Linked DNA regions of Triticum aestivum: region 2 is linked to region 1. A link is a contact called in public Hi-C data. All regions are on one chromosome and are shown on one strand. The core of a region is the stretch at or near the end of the contact, and the rest is flanking DNA. Distances in the headings are between cores, read along the strand shown.

Evidence for each region. Hi-C and Micro-C count contacts between places; a contact is called where the count stands out from the background.
Region 2: a contact with region 1 is called in a Hi-C map of leaf, with 6 times the contacts expected there. The contact joins the promoter of LOC123116456 here to the promoter of LOC123112518 in region 1. A contact is called at or near these places in 1 of 5 Hi-C or Micro-C datasets (leaf) and 1 of 1 datasets of contacts at active chromatin or transcription factors (leaf).

The regions. Positions count from the first base shown.
Region 1 is chr5B:465,903,046-465,906,451 of IWGSC CS RefSeq v2.1, forward strand. It overlaps LOC123112518, which reads right to left and starts at 1,574. Exons shown (of 2, transcript XM_044533528.1): 1 at 1,140-1,574; 2 at 99-898. The coding sequence starts at 1,444. The coding sequence ends at 460.
Region 2 is chr5B:466,238,027-466,241,437 of IWGSC CS RefSeq v2.1, forward strand. It overlaps LOC123116456, which reads left to right and starts at 1,654. Exons shown (of 1, transcript XM_044537408.1): 1 at 1,654-2,525. The coding sequence starts at 1,791. The coding sequence ends at 2,195.

The sequences.
Region 1 (3,406 bases), core at 324-2,823:
AAGGCACATTTCGTCCCTTCCCACCACAAGGCAAAAGCATGGCTTAAGGGCGACCTACCCACTTGGTGGTAGAGCACAATCATGGCGGGGATCCCCTATCCAGCAAATCAAATTGCATCAACAAATTGTATATATATGTTTGTACAGGACGAAAGGATCAGGAGCGATGCCATTAATTAACTAACTAATCTTATCTCGAGGATCGTTCATCATTAGTTAATGATGGCCGGGGTGTTGGATCAGTTCGGTGAACTCAGTTCACCGGAGCAGTTCATACATGTCTGCGTACATGAGGTGAGCGAGGTCAACGGGATCCAGGACATGGATACAAGAACACAACGAATTTAGCTTAGACACTTACACATGCTCTTGCGATTGCTTACTTATATATAATTAAGGAGTAAGTAGTAGTGACAGATCTATGGGACACAAGAGAGATCAATGGCTGCGAATTCGCAGCTACTGATTATAACTAGCATCACCGCCGTTTCGAAGATCTGACAGTGAATACGATCTCGGCGACCTGAAGCTGCCGCCCCTCCTCGCCGCCGATGCGCCGGTCTGGGTGTTCACGCTGAGCCGAGGGGGCGGCAATGCCGGCGCCTCCCACCCGTTCTTGCCGCGGTGCTGCTCGTCGGAGCCGGAGTCGGAGTCGTCGTCTTCCTCGCCTTCGTCGCCCTCGGGGAGGGCGTGGTCGGGGGCGAGGAGCGGGGGCAGGTAGGTGGCCGTGGCCAGCGAGCTGCAGGAGGCGCGGCGCGACCAGGTGGCCAGAATGCGGCGGCGCTTGTTGAAGGGGTTCTCCGGCTTGGCGAGCTCCTTCACGGCGTCCCGCGCCGCCGCCTCCGCGAGGCTGGTGAAGGACTTGGACTTGCCGGCGTAGAAGCTTGACAGCCCGTTCCTGAAAAATCGCCAAGAAAACGAAGGATCAATTTTCCATACCCCTCTCTTCCTCGCTCGATCAAATCAATTGCAATTGAGGAACCGATGATAACTTGTGATCTCTAAATACGATGAAACATCATACTAATTTCCTACTCGCGCTTTTGCAAATGGATCAAAGAATCCCCAAAAAAGATCTTCTTTTTTTCCTCATTTTGGGCAAGCAAAAGGAAGCATATTCAGAGAAGCATTTGACTCACTTGATGGGCAAGGAGTCCTCCAGGGCGTCCAGGCACCCGAGCCCGGGCTCCTCCTTGAGCTTGCTCTCCACCTCCTCGTCTTCCCCTTCGCCACCAACCTCCGACGAGGAGTCCTCCCCGATGGAAGAGCTCGACGGCGACGGCGCCCCGATGGAGGAGCTCTCCGTCAGCACCTCCTCCGCCTCCTCTTCCTCCTCCTCCTCGATGAAGAACCCGTCGCTCATCTTCTTGCCGAGCAGCTCATCCCCCTTGGCCCTCCCCGATCCAGGGAACCCGCCGAAGGGCCGCGCCACCGCCGTCGACATGTCGGATGTGTCCGTCCAGGAACAAGGACAACACCAACTCAGCAGCAACTTGTGTAAGAGAGAGAGAGAGAGAGAGAGAGAGGGAGGAAAGAGGAAGAAATGGGTGATGGGATAAGATAAGAGCAACGACAGGAGAGGAGTTGGGTAGGCGGGGTCTTTGTAGGCTCACGGCATGGGCGCCCACCAGGGCCAGGATCCTCTATGGCCTATAACCCAATGCACCACACTACTGCCTAAAGTGTGTGGTACACAAACCCCTTTTCTTCTTCCTTTTTTTTAGGGGAACATGAACCCCCTTCCAGATGCCTCTAGAACTATTCGACTTCAGTGTCGAACAAACATCCGCTTGAGTGTAAGAACCAGCCGATACCCTGGAATCAGGGATGGTTCTGTCGCCTTGTAGTACTAATTTGCCCGTGTTGTATGGTGTGTCGGTGGGGTTTAAGGGTACGTGTAAGTCGGATTTTTTTGGTATCGGCTACTTTAATTTGGTATTATCCCTCTCAATAAACCTCTCGAACGTTTAGAACATCCACGCCAACGAACACCTGCAAGAGTGTGAGAACATGGCGATAACCTGGAGCGATGGGTTGGTTTCGTGAGTTAATGATCATAACCTTTTACTAATTTGTCATGTTTCATCTTTTGTCGGTGGGTTTAGGGTTGCGTGTACGTCCAAAAACCTATGGCGTCGTCAACTCTAATTTGGTATTATCTCTCTCAAGAAACCCGTCGAACAATTTAAACTCCCACGCGCGACAAACATCTGCCAGAGTGTGAGAACATGTCCATAACCTAGAGCGAGTGGCGTTCCATTAGTGTCCATGTTATATCATTCGTCGATAGGCTTTAGGGTTACATGTACGTCTGAAAACCTATGGAGTCCTCAACTTTAATTTGGTATCATCTCTCTAAAGAAACCTCTCGACTGATTTGAACTCTCACACGAGCGAGGGATGTTTTGTTAGTTAATCATGACCTTTTACTAATATGTCCATGTTATATCATTCGGTAGGATTTAGGGTTACGTGTACGTCCGAAAACCTATGGTGTCGTGAACTTTAATTTGGTATTATCTCTCTAAAGAAACCACTCGAACGAGTCGAACTCCCGCGACAACAAACATCCACTAGAGTGCGAGAACATGGATAACCTAGAGTGAGGGATGTTTCGTTAGTTAATCATCACCTTTTACTAATATGTCCATGTTATATCATTTGTCGGTAGGGTTTAGGGTTACATGTACGTCCAGAAAACTATGACATCGACAACTTTAATTTGGTATTGTCTCTCTAAAGAAACCTCTACAACGATTCAAACTCCCACGATAACAAACATCTGCTAGAGTGTGAGAACATGCAGATAACCTAGAGCGAGGGATGGTTCAATGAGTTAATCATGACCTTCTACCAGTGGCGGAGCTAGGTAGAAACTGTTGGGCGGGGGGCAAGAGTAAAACATGAGTGTTTGAGGGTGTGAAATGCTAAAAATTCTCACTTAAGGCCTCATTAAAAAAAGTTCTTCATAGTTTGGTACAAAGTTGGGGGGGGGGGTGCAGACTTGTACATAGGTACATAGCTCCGCCACTGCCTTCTACTAATGTGTCCTTGTTCTATCGTCTATCAGTAGGGTTGCATGGACCTCTCAAGAAAACTATGGTATCGTCAACGTTAATTTGGTATTATCTCTCAAGAAACCTCTCAAACGATTCAAACTTTCGCGCCAACAAACATTCGTTGGAGCGTGAGAACATGTCAATAACCTAGATCAAGGGGTGGTTCCGTCAGTTCATAATGACTTCTGCTAGTTTGCCCATGCTATATTGTGTGTCGACAGGGTTTAGGGTTATGTCCCTAATCTACCACTTCCCTAATTAATAATCTTGCCACTTCCCTAATCTACCTATGAAATAGTGTTAAGAGTAAGTATTATGAGTGGTCCGAGATATTTTAGATGGAAAGA
Region 2 (3,411 bases), core at 404-2,903, 340 kb after region 1:
GCTGGATATAGACATACCAACAATACGGATGGTAAGTAATGCTATAAAAAGCTGGGGTCAATTGTAAGGATATGTACATACATTTATTCCATGGTGTTGAGTGGGAATGAAGTATATCGATTTCGGTTATGTTAGCGAGTTAGGTTTTTTGTGTTTATGTCATCTTCGCAGCTGAACTTAAGTGAAAATTTCTCATGATATTACGTACTGGTTGTCATTGCCCGTTAAGAACATTTTAGAACATAGCAATTAATCCCTGCAAGTGAGGCCATCCTAGTTTGCCACACCAAATGTTCATGCTACTCTAACCTTTCAACTTCCAAGGCCCTGTTTGTTTGGGCTTTTGCTTCTGCTTTTGTCACCTTTTCACTTTGTTCAAAAAGCCATAAAAGCTCCTAAAATAAGTGCTTTTGGAGTTTTTATGGCTTTTGGAGTCAAATGCTGTTATATTGATTCATCAAAAGCCATAAAAGCTTCAAAATCACCTAATTAGGAGCTTTTATGACTTATTGGTTAAAGTGAAAAAGCTGCAAAAGCAAAAGCCCAAACAAATAGGTTCCAAAAAGGAATTGCAATGTTCTCCCAATATTAATAGTTTTTCCACCACATATATCTAGGAGCTAGACACAAAATTTAGTGCAGACTAGATAGGATATGGCTTCATCCAGTTTCGTCGGGCATTACTGAAAATTTATTGGTTGCTTGTTACATGCGCTAAAACACTATCAGAAATAGCGCCGCGGGGGGGGGGGGGGGGAGTACTTACATGGATTCTTGGAGTTCCATACATGCATATCAAATGTGTAGATGTTGTGTCATGGTAGTAATAGTTGGGGTGCATTATATAGATATATATTGTGGTATGAAGAAGTAACCAAGGTTGTGAGTGGGCACGTCCTGAACGCAGGGGCATCAACACCCACTTTTGAAAAAAAATGCATTTTAAGCATGTTTTAAAATGTCAAAAAATATAAAAGAAAATTTCATGCATACATGTTCACAAATGTGTGTGCGCGACACAAAGTTTTGTGAAAATGCCTTTTTGGTTTGCCTTCGCAAAAAAGAGAAATTCCAGTGCTTCTAAATAGCGTTTACGACATAATTTTTTGTCTTTTTTGCACAGGCCACAAAAAAGTGATTTTTCCGTGAAACTTTATGCACGCACATAAAACATGAAGACGTACCCGTGCAACTTTTTTCAGATTTTTTTTGCATTTAGAAATGTGTTTTTCAAAGTGGGTTCATATGTACCCGGGTTCATCCATGCACTTCTTCCGAGGTTGTGCTCTATTTTACGACACTCACAGAATTCCTATTGATTCATATCTTCTTAGAAAGAGTTATTCAACTTTGATACCAATTGCATGATTCAAGTGTGATATGTGACATTGCAAATCAAGGAGGTCCTCAGAATTGAAGGTTCCATTTGCAAAATGCATAAAAGTCTTGCCTCCTCCTCCGACTTAAGTAAAATTCACTCAATGTAATAAACAGCACCACTCGCTGTCAGCAGTTAGTAGGGACATAACTCATGGCAAACTAAACCCCCAAAAAGTTTGCAATTACACCCTTCATAAATGCCTTTCTTTTCTTTCGCCTCCCTGTCTCCCTCCTCTATTCGGTGCCGCTACTATTTAACCCCTTGGCGCTACAGGCCTACAGCCCCAACCTCTCTCTCTCTTTCCTCGCTTCTGTTTTTTACCCACCTCCTGCACCCACCAGGGAACAAGAATTCGATCCCATTCCACCCACTCGCGCCGCGAATTTCACCGCCGATCCGGCCGACAGCAATGGCCTCCTCCGCCGACGAGTCCCTGCCGTCGCTGCCGCCGATCAAGACGGCGCCTTCGCGGCCCTCCGACGCCGCCTCGGCCTCTCCGTCGCCGGCGTCGTCCACGCAGGAGTCGGCGGCAGCGGAGGACAAGACGACGAAGGCTGCAGCGGCGGAGCAGGAGGAGAAGGCTCCGTCGACGCCGACGTCGAAGGAGTGCAGGATCCTGCTGCCCGAGGAGTGCCCAGCGGCGCCGCGCAAGCCGCCGGTGCCCCGGCTTCCGGCGCTGAAGCGGAAGTCGCGGCCGACGCTGACGGCGACGACGACGGCACGGGTGTGCCTCACCGTCCCGCGGGACCTCTCCACCGTGTTCCGGTCGATGCCCATGCCCGTGCCCGCCGAGAAGCGGATCCGGGCGTCGTGATGGTGATGCTGCGATCTGGTCGACGCCCATGCCCACCCCGGTTCGGTCGATTGATCTCCTGGAGAATTCTCACAGTCTGCTTGCTTCTCTCCTCCTCTCCTCTCCTGGGTTCGTGGCCATGGTAAATTATGAGTTTGGTCTCATCATATACATAAATAAGGTGTTGTTCTTTGTAGCATGTGTGCTTCCTTCTGCCATGGCTATGTGAAATTCTCATGCAAGCTGTATAATAAGGTAGGTTGTTAATTACGGGCGGAAGAAGGTTGTAAGAAAATTCAGAGAGATCCTGGTAATTAATTAATTAATTATGATAGCCAGTAGTATCAGAAATTCAGAATTGTGCAATTATCTTCATTCCCCTTATGTCAGCCAGAATCCTCTTGTTGTCAATCGATCGGCGCTCAGAACATCCATGGCGGATGCGGCCGGCTGCCTGCTGCAGCTGCATGAAGGACGAGACGAGGCGACTAATCAATTCGGGTGGATAGATCCACCGTTCTCGCTAATTAATTCGGATGCCATGTCCGGTAATCCATGGAGATTTGGGTGCGGCGGGCGTGCTTTCTGGTGGTGCCGCCGTCCGGCCCGACGCCGAGAGAGAAGAGACACGGAGAATCTTCCATGCTAATCGGGACATGACACAGCTTCCTTCCCCCTCTCCTTTTCTCTTCTCCGGCCGGTCCAGTGGTGAATTATTTTCTCTTCTGAAGATCTTCATTTGTCTCTACCGTAACAGCCTGCGCGTACTGCGCAGTGCGCGCCTCCAAAATCCGGCAGTCTTAATTTGTCCCTACCGCAACAGTGTACGTAGTATGCTCCAAATTCTACTGTGCAGCTGGTTCATCCACACCACACGCACAGATAACAAAGATCCATTCGGTTGTTGTTGGTCTCTGGTTCTCTGCGCGTCTGAGTGAATGAAGTTGCCGGTGGAGTATATGACAAGTGAAATAAATCCAGAGCTTCCAGTCGATCGTAGGAACAGACGGCATGCAGGCGACGTATGCAGGGCCATCGTCCAGAGTCTGCCCTCAGGGGCTTTTTGTCCGGTGCTGCATTTGGTCACCACGGCTTCTGGCCTTGCTCCAAGCCATAACTGGCGGCAGTAACACACAATTACGCATGCCACATGTGGCCACCTGTCTGCCACACCGTATGGTTGGTACTAGGTGCATTGGGTGCCATGAAAACCAAGGCCCAAGAACTTGGTACGTAC